2 separate regions of the Mus musculus genome follow, and region 1 is linked to region 2. The links are chromatin contacts, called in public promoter capture Hi-C maps. All regions are on one chromosome and are shown on one strand. Each heading gives the region's core, a stretch centred on a gene start, on an enhancer-like site or on the middle of the called end of the contact. The rest is flanking DNA. Distances are from core to core; before and after follow the strand shown. Region 1 overlaps Pxdn (peroxidasin). Region 2 holds the start of Acp1 (acid phosphatase 1, soluble).

Region 1 (5,034 bases), core at 670-3,169, 910 kb after region 2:
AGTATATAGCCACCATTGTTCAAATTCCCACCCAATAAATGAGAGAAAACAGCAAGAAGATGGCTACTCTTGACAAAAGGATGGATAGTGAAACTTCTAACTAAACTCCTCAGCTGATTCTTTGGCCTCTTTCCCATTTCCTAAAGTAAATTAACATTATTAAAAAGAAAAAAAAATCATCTTGCCAAAAGCCTCAAGTCTCAGTAAAGTTGTTAGGGTGCACATCTGAGCATGAGGCCAGCCCAAGCTATACAAGTGAGACCCTATCTCAAAAACCCAAACAAAACAAACAACAATGCTCTAATCCTGGTACTGCCTGGGATGGTCAAAAGGCTCCTGGAAATATATCCGTTCTCACTGGCTCCAGAGGCCAATGGTACCTGGGACTCAGGTGTGTTAGCCTGAAAGGGTAAGGTGCCAGGCAGCCTTGAGGAGGTACGGAGCCATCTGAAGGGCAGCAAGTGGGAAGGGGCTCTCCCTGTCCTAAGCAAGCACAGGTCCTCTCTGCCCCAGATCCACACCAACAGTGTAAGACAAGGTTTTCTAGCACCCACCTGTCTCCATCCCGCAGGCGTCGGAACTGTGTGCTGAGCAGGCACATGAGTGTGGGCCCCAAGCGGCTGCCAGGTACTAGGTCTTCTACCATGAGGGCTGGGAACAGATCAATGTTGAGAGTCGAGCCATACAGCCTGCAATAGACAAGGACAAAGTTGAGTGTGCTCATCATAGCTGCCTGGGATATGAAACACTGCAAACAGGAAAAAGGCCCCCATACATCCTCCAGACATTTCCTGGACAAAGAGAGCTCATTGCTATTTCTTTAAATCTTCTTTAATCACATTTTAAAGAATTTTCCTCTTTTCCTTGTATATATGAGGGATATATATATATATATATATATATATATATATATATATATATATATTTACTTATAAGTGATTTGAAAGCCAAAAACATAAGAAAATTAAGACATAATTCTTTCCTGTGCTCCAGGGAGAATCACCCAAGTTCATGAGGCAACCTATCTATCTCCTCACACCTATCCTTTTCCTTAAGTATAAGAACAATGAATAGTCTAATTGAAAAGAATAAGATTAAACCCTACAGTATAGAGAAATGTATTTGTCAATGGAAATGCTGGTTAATTAAATAGGGTAGATATCTAACATGAAGCTTAAACATTATCAAATGTTTAACAAGCATTCTCTTAGGTCCTCCATGCCCTGGGAATATGTATGCCCATACAGAAAGATACAGAAAGAACCAGCAATGCCAAAAGACTTTTGTTTTCTAGCCTTGTGCAATTTTCTAAGAGCTTACAAGGCACCAGGTAGTCTTGGTTCCAATTGCTGCAAGAGACTGTGCTGGAGTCTGAAATAACATCTTCCAACCCCTACGCCCAACCCTCCATTCCCCACCAGGCTTGGAGCGACAGTGGAGCACCCTATAATCTATCGGAAAAGACATACATTCATCTCCCAACATGACAAACATTCCTCTTCCATCAAATCTACTCTCATCAAGCTGCCATCTAGCTTGTCCAAGCACAAACTGTGGTCACTGACATTCAGGGACAAGCACCCTGGCCTTAAGCCTCCCAGGCCTTACTGGAAGTCACCTGCCATGAGGACAGAGAGGGCTGCTGGCTTTGCTGCGCGGGCACCAGATGACAGTGTCACCTCAGGATGCCTGCTCTTTGCCCTCCCGTCTGTAAAGGGGTAGCAGAAGGCTGAAGGATATGTTTCAGGTCTGCTGGGGATGCTCTCCATGGCACTACAGAGCCTCCCCCCCGGAGGGGGGGTAGCCTGTGGACCCCACCAGGGAGAGAAGCCCAGATTCAGCCCACGTCTTCATCTCCAGGCTGCCCTGAAATGTAAAACTTCAACAGGCTGCCAGGACAGTAGACGACAGCTGCGTTCCCCAAGGCCTGCTGAAAATCCTGGCAGCCCAGGCTTTCATGGCCATTCAGCTCTCCTCCCAGTCACATCTCATTTTTTCCTCTTTGTAATTAGTTCACAGAAAGAATAAATGACTAGTGTATGTGTGTATGTGTGTACGTGCGCGTGCATGCGTCGTGTCTTTGCCAAGGTCTCTCCCCTTACAGCTGGTCCAGGCCCACCATCTCCAGCAGCAGCAGTGGCAAGATTACCAGAAACCAAGAAGTTCTGAAATATTTTGGCAAGCAAAAGCAAAAATGAACTGGGAAAGCCATCCGTGGCCATCTGGATGGGGACATGATGCCCCATGAAGTAGTCAGTGAGCATAAATCCCAATTAAGCATAACGGTGACAAAAAGATATATTGTCCCCGTGGAGAACTCGCGTGCTTCCCTCGCCAATAATCAAATCCCATTATGTAAGTGCACTGGAGCACAGGGAGGCAGCTGTCATTCAGAAACTGCAGTATCTCACAAGGGAGACCTTCCTGCACGCCTCAGGTCTGAACAGCCCCTAGGAGGCAGAAGGTCCGAAGAAGCCTGGCCCTAGATGAGATAACCAAATCCCGAGCAGACCAGTTCTATCCTCTGAGTGGTGGGTTATTCATCTCCCATGAAACTTCCACATCTGTTATTCAGCTCCCAGGCCAGCTCTCCTCTTGTATGAGCAATAGCCACTCATGCATGAGTCACACTATAGGTGGAGAGCCAGGCCCAGGAGGCTGGCCAGTCTGAGGCCCATTTGCCATGTGACTTTACTGTCCCAGCTAGGAAAGTATAACTGCTATCTCAACAGAAAACTCCTTACAGTTTACAAAGTCTACCTCCTGAGCACAAAGAGGTGGGCAAACACGACTACCCCAACCCTAGGCTGGCTCTGTATGTAGCATCTTGGCCAGCAGACCACAGGCTGTCCAATCTCAGTCACCACAGATTTCTCTCACCACTGAAGCTTGAACCTAGAGACGGTGACATCACAGTTCACAGCCAAGGTCTCTTGACATCTACATACCTATCAAGGTGCCTCAGTTTACCAATACCCACCTCTGCAGTTTCTCCCGGATCACAGGGCTCTTGATCTCATTTTTCAGGTCCTCAAAGGTGTAAGCAGCCGACAAGTTGCAGTAGACTCTGTAGTCATGGTAGGGTGGGATGCCATGGTCCCGGCCTCGCTGGATATTGATGGCAGCCAGGTCCAGGGCCACTGTGTGGGCCATGGAGAACAGCCTCTCCGTGAGCTCTGTGTTCAGCAATTGAGAGGGAATGCGCATCTTCCCTGCCACTCCAAACAGCCCTCGGAGAAGTGGGTCGATGCCCCCCTCGTTGACAATCCGGAAGGGCGAGAAGAAGGCTTTGTGGAGGGGCACATGGCCCTGAGGGATGGGCTCAAAGTTCTCATCCAGCCGGTAGAGCAGAGGGTTGATCAGAGTGTGACCGAACCTGAAGGCTGCAGTGGCAAAGGCATTAAAGATGCCAGCATTGACACTGGGGTCGTAGCCCCGGTACTCACCGAGCATCTTCATGCCCACCTCCCCCAGGATCTTGGGCAGCCAGTGCCGGTAGGTGATGTGCTGTATCTCTGCCCCGACTATCTTGCGGGTCTCATGGTAGACAGTGTCCCCATCCCAGTGCGGGTTTAGCTTCAACAGCTCTGCTGCAATGCGGTTGTGCTCCCGGAACCACAGCGTATGCATGCTGGTCAGGCCAAGCTGCTCGTTGGCACGGTGGTCGCCGGCCAGAAAGCATGGTATCGGGCTCTCGTTCTCATCGCGCATGCACTCAGTGGGTGGCCCGGTGGCAAAGGGAAGCAGGGGCTTGCCAGACCTCTGCACAATGCCCTGACGCAGCAGGCCACGGTGGCTGGCCAGGTCCCGGATGCTGCGGGCTTCGTGGTCTGTGCTGCCGTACACATTGGAGGCATCGATGTAGGAGGTGAGCTGGTTGATCTGCTCTCGAGGGTACACAGAGTTCATGAGCAGGGACGTCATGCCGCTGCCACACACGGGGCTCGATCGCACGAAGAACATGCATCGGGCGCCACTCCGCACCCGGGGATCATTGGGGGGGATCATGACCGAGAAACAGGGAGGGTCATTGCTGCACACAGAGCTGCAATGCTGGCCGTCAGAGAAGCGGGCCTGGCTCAGGGCTACCACTGTAGAGTCTAGGTCATGGTCAAGGAACTGGCCCCATTGCATCAGCATGTGTGTAAACTGCTCATCGGGGGTGATCACCTCTGTCCCAATCAGTGTGGTGGACACCAGGCGGGGCATGGGTAGTACATGCCCATTGTACTGACGCTGGGAATTAATGCCCCGGGGTGTGTTGAACCCATTCTCATACACAGCCTTCAACAGGCGCTCAAAGGCGGTCAGTGAGGCACCCCACATCGGGTGCTGTAGATTGTTGCACGTGCCATCGTGCGTCCTATACTTCTGGTGGAAGCACATGTCTGAGCAGTTGTTCACGCGGCGGTGTGCAGTGCAGCCTGACAGGTTGGCGATGAGGCTCAGGTACTGCGGGGACACCAGATCATTGTAGTGGTAACCTGCAACACAGTAGAGAAGTATTGGCTTCTACCAGCCATGGTGCAGACCACTGCCTTCAGAGTCTCCGCTGGTGCCTGCAGATGCTCTGGCTGCTGATTGGGTGGAGTATTCCCTTCCTGCTCAGCTCACTGTTTGCTGACAGTCTTGACGCCTTTCCATCAGGTCTATGGTTTTACACGACTAGCTCTAATAAAGTGATTCCTCAAGAAACCCAGCACATTCAGAGGTCCAAAACTGAGGGCCTTCAGCCTACCTCATATTGTTCCATGGAACAGGCAGAGAAGCACCTCCACACCAGCCCTAGGTCCTCTCCTTGTGGAAGAGCTTCCCTATGCCCATCAATGTTCACTATAGTGACTAAATATACCAAAGCACCTGTCTTCAGAGTCCATCCTATAGCCACCTGCAAGTATGAGTCAGACACTTACAGGGGCCTCAGACTCCTGCCACCCTCTCCTTTCCTCTGTCATCAACCCAGGACACTGCTCATGACACTGGTCTTGCTTCTCACAAAATCCACCATAAGACACACCCATCCACCTGGCCAGC
Region 2 (4,475 bases), core at 932-3,431:
TTCCTAGCTAGACCATTAATCTCCTTAAGCAAAATTTACAACCAAATTATCCATGTGAACCCCACTGTCCCCCCCATCTCCCCAAGGCTTTGGATGGGGACAAAGAACTGGAAGCAAAGGGCAGAAAAAAATCTTTGCTTTGTATCTGCTTCCCAGAGAAATTGAGGGAAATGTTGGGATAGGAAAAGATCACAGATGCATGCTTTGTGCATGTCAGTTAAAAAAAAAGGGGGGGGGATAAGTGAATGTTATGGTAGAGTCCTGCACTTCACAATACCACCTGCAAATGAGTGAATGGACAAGGACTCTTAGTCACAATGTATCAATTAAAAAAAACCAGAGTAAATGTAACCAGAGTTTTAAAGCTAATTTTCTTTGAAAGGTAAAAAAGAGAAAAAACAAAAACCAAGGTAATATTGACTTATTTCACAGACATTGAACACAGTGAGCCAATAACCAATTCTCCTTAGTTAAGATGCAACAAACAGGATGAATGTTATCACTTAGTCTATTTTAACCTCCAACATAGCAATTTACAAACAACCAGATGCTACTATGGTATTTCAATAACAGGCCACAGAGCAGAATAAAACAGCACCTTCAACCCAGCCGTGTTATTCTCTAAACTTTGTGTACAAGTGAACTAACTCATTAGTAATCGAAACATTTCCTCATATCTCAAGGAAAATACCTGGGCCAGCAGGAATACAGAACCTGTTCACTTGGTAAACACAGAACAGGGCAAGGCTTCTGCCCCAGGCCAGGGCATTCCTCCATGGAGGTGGTTACTTCAAGTCTTTCTTCCCTGGTCTGCCTTGGCAGGGCAGTAGTAACATCTGTTGAAAAGAAGCCGGCACATTTTGCCAGGGGAGAAACCTGCTTCCTATTGTTACCTATTCCTATTGTTCAGAGCACTAAAAGAAAACAAAACAAACAAAACAAAACAATAACCAAACCAAACAAAAAAAACCATACAGGCACTATATACTAGAGATGCAGCAATCAAATTACCCTCCACACCACCCCTTTGTAAAGTATCGCAGAACCAAAGACACTGTGTCAAAGTCCTGACACCTCTACCTCTGGAAGTCCCAAACGCATGTGAGCCCCTCCCCTAGGGACTATCCTTTCCCAGAGATCACATTCCCACAAAGGCCCTACACAACCCCCAATCTGCACCTCCTTCATCTGTGTCAAGTACACAGGATGCCAATTCTCAAAACAATTTGAAACCAGAAGATGGTAAAACATCAGATATTAGGGGAAAAATAACAAAATGAAAGTCTGTCTTCAAAACTGGAAATGCTGGAGGAAAAAAAATTTTTTTTCTGCAATGAAGCGGAACGACTGTGGTTAACAATCAACCAAAACCTTTAGCCAGGAGTGTAGAAAACTAATCTTGAGTTCTGAGGATTTACAAAAGGATCCGTGCAGTATGATCTTGGTGGATGCGCCCAGACAAACCCAGGGACTTGACTGTTTTCTCTCCTCTTTCACAACGCCCATCGCAAGAGGAAGAGTTGCCGCGGTGCCGACACGCCCCAGCCGCTCAGACCCTTACTCACTGGTGCCTGCCGCTCCTCTCGGTACCCGAGCTCCTCACTCCAGTCCAGGAAGAGGAAAGCGTTCTCCTTGGTCCGCCTCCCTGACGGGACCCGCCCAGCGGGCGCACACCTGACCCAGGTAAGGGAATAGGTGTATGCCCTGTTTTTGCCAAAGCGATCACTGGTCCTATACCCTTGCTCAGAACGTAGCTCATCTGCGTCCACCCGCCTCATTCCTTTGAAGCCTTGTAAATCACCCCCTCTTCTTAATCGGGGAAACCCACTGCTAAGTACCGTGGCCCGGCCTGGGGTCGGTGGTCCAAAGGGGTAACTTAGCTTGGAAGGGCGGGTAGCTCCGATCGGAGGAGCCACCCTAGGAGGCTCTGCAAGCCGCTATCCTTGAGTTCATTGGCTGCCCTGGCACATCCTAATCCTCCCTGCTCAACACCGTGCCACCCAAGCTGCTCTGGGGGTCGCCCCGCGTTCACCCCGCCCTCACTCCTTAGACGTGCGACCTGGGCAGAGCTCAGAGTGAACGCTAGCCCGGGCTGCCAACCCGAACGCCTAAGCCCCGCCCTCTAGGCGACTTCTGGCCCCGCCTCTGGCCGCGTACGAACGTGGGGCGGCGGACTGCGCATGTCCACGGTCAGAACCCTGGCAGTGCGCATGCGCCTCGTCCCGACGCGGTTTCTGGGCGCCAGGGTCTGCACCGAAACATGGCAGAGGTTGGGTCCAAGTCAGTGCTGTTCGTGTGTCTCGGTAAGGACTCGCCGACTTAAGGGTCTTTTTCTTTGGGACCCTGAAGTGCTCTCCCTGTTAGGCTTCCGAACAAGAGCGCTGGGCGGAGGAAGCAGATCAGAAGGCCTTGGCTGGGCCCGCGTCTGAGCACATACTCGTTTGTCTGCCTTTTTCATATGCATCCCCCATCATCTGGTACTCCTCTGAGCCCGAGATCTGTGTAATTTTTGTCCCAGATTATGCCCTTCCAAAGCCCATGTCACCCTTCCGAGTGCCCTTCAACCACAAATCTTTGTGCGAGTTCTCTCTCTCAAGCCCGTAGACCCCTCTCACTTGCTCCTCCTCTTTTAAGTCTGAGAGTCGCCCATCATCTGCTTTGGCAGTTACTTCCAAATCTCTGTGCTGAAAAATATCCAACCAAAACAACTTTAGGGAGAACAGATTTGTTTTGACTCAGTTTCAGAGGTTCAGGCCCCTTTTGAATGGTTGTAGATTCTGGGCTTGTGGTGAGGCAAGGCATCATGGTCCTTCAAGGTGGCCAGAGCATGAGTCAGGGACTATTTGCTCCTGTGGACGGGAATCACAGAAGGGGAGAGTAGAGAGCAAGACAAGCGTTAGCCCCAAGAGCACGCATCGGGATGTATTTTCTTCTGCTCAGCCACACTTGTATCTTTCATTACCTCCAGTCATTTCCTCATATTTTGAATCTACTGGGTTAAACCATTGACTAGGTCAGTGCCCTTATGATCACATCCTCGGGGGATAAGCCATCACCGACGTCCTGAGAGTTGTCTTTTTCTAATCAGTTAAGGTCTCGATGACGATTAATCATCATCCCTGTTATTCCCTCATGCTCTTGTCCGTCACCTAACTTGCTTTTCTTCCTTTGAACCCTCTCACCTGCTAACTGGCCCAGGTGGCTTCATATCTGTAGTGTGACTCTCTAAGCTGGCCCCTTCTATTAGAACAGCTGGAGTTCTTGCCGGAAACCCCCACCCCCACCCCTGTTCCCCATTGTGCCAACGTGAGCCTAGGTTACAGGAAGACCATTCTGTGACAGGTTTGTTTGATGTCATCCTTGGGTCACAGTTGCTATGGTTCTCAGCCAGTCTCTTTTCTTTAGGTCTCTCTGAAACCTTGGTTTTCAGTCCCTAGGACAATTACTCATGCCATGTGAAAAACAGTTTGTTTTTAAATGAATAATCTTTTAAGTACCTTCTAACACAGAATTTCAACCTTGATTCTCCTTTACATAATATGCAATTCTTTCTTTTTTCAGAGTTCTTGCCTCCTTGACTCCACCCTGAGGGGCAAGGGTTAAATTGTCAACAGTCCAGCTATTTGTCTTTTGTCCTCTGCTTTTCCTACAGAGTGACACTCCTCTTTAGGCTAGAAGTCTGCCAAGACTTTCTGTCTACCTCGCTTTATCTTTCCCACCCACCTGTGGGGACTGCCCTTAAGAAACTGTTGCTGTCCTATGCCTTGATGGTATGGTTAACTTTACTGGGAACCTTAATGCTGGGTTTTGCTTGAAAAGCCATCTGTTTTATAAAGTCAAAATGATGAAAAAAAAGTCAAGGATTTTTTATACCCAGACCATTGGTACCCCCCCCCCGAGATATTTTATTCCATAAGTTGCATTTTTATTTGACAGCCTGTGGAGCTCTTAGGAAGAGTTATCTGTCTTGTGGGCAATAGCTTTTTTCCCTTTATTATTCCACTTTTCAGTACAAGGTACTGTGTGTGATAGTTGCAAGATATCTGTACTAGGTAATTTCTATGAAGAACAAAGTAAAACTCTGGCCTTAATTCACATTGCTTATTATAGTTATCTGTGCTGGCATATTGTACCAATATGACTTTTAAAGGAAGTACATGCTTGCATATGTTTGACGTCAATATAATTCAGTATTTTGTTTTTGCCACTGGAGGTGCATATAGTGGTGAACACCACAGATGAAGTCCAGCTGTTCTGAAGCCGGTACTTTGCAGTCACCATCAGTCAAGGAATGCCAGTGGCTTCATACAGTTGGTGAGGTGTTCACTATGAGCCAAAGCAGAGTGGGAGCAGGGTGTAGGCTGTAGTCAGGACTCATCTGAAGGTGAGCAGAGACATGAAGGTGGCAAGGGGCCTGTCTCTACTCCAAAGACAGAGCATGAGGTTTTCAGGTAAAAGTTGTAACCAGAGAAGTC

Evidence for each region. Promoter capture Hi-C pulls out the DNA fragments that hold promoters and counts their contacts.
Region 1: a contact with region 2 is called in a promoter capture Hi-C map of hippocampal neurons, with 2.7 times the contacts expected there. The contact joins the enhancer-like site here to the promoter of Acp1 in region 2. A contact is called at or near these places in 1 of 39 promoter capture datasets (hippocampal neurons), 3 of 115 datasets of contacts at active chromatin or transcription factors (embryonic forebrain, embryonic stem cells and forebrain) and 1 of 9 other capture datasets (pancreatic islet).

Annotation. Positions count from the first base shown.
Region 1 is chr12:30,001,371-30,006,404 of GRCm38.p6, reverse strand. Pxdn (peroxidasin) reads right to left here. Exons shown (of 23, transcript NM_181395.2): 17 at 2,981-4,484; 18 at 555-689. Among named protein-coding and RNA genes, the nearest start is that of Gm15691, 56 kb to the left of the region's middle. Within about 2 kb of position 1,919, at least 79 of the 459 cell types and tissues checked have an H3K27ac peak or open chromatin away from gene starts, as enhancers often do. A contact at or near this core is called in forebrain and hippocampal neurons, where this site is marked.
Region 2 is chr12:30,909,318-30,913,792 of GRCm38.p6, reverse strand. It overlaps Acp1 (acid phosphatase 1, soluble), which reads left to right and starts at 2,181. Exons shown (of 6, transcript NM_021330.4): 1 at 2,181-2,303. The coding sequence starts at 2,261. Sh3yl1 (Sh3 domain YSC-like 1) reads right to left here and starts at 2,124. Exons shown (of 10, transcript NM_013709.5): 1 at 1,566-2,124. The coding sequence starts at 1,566.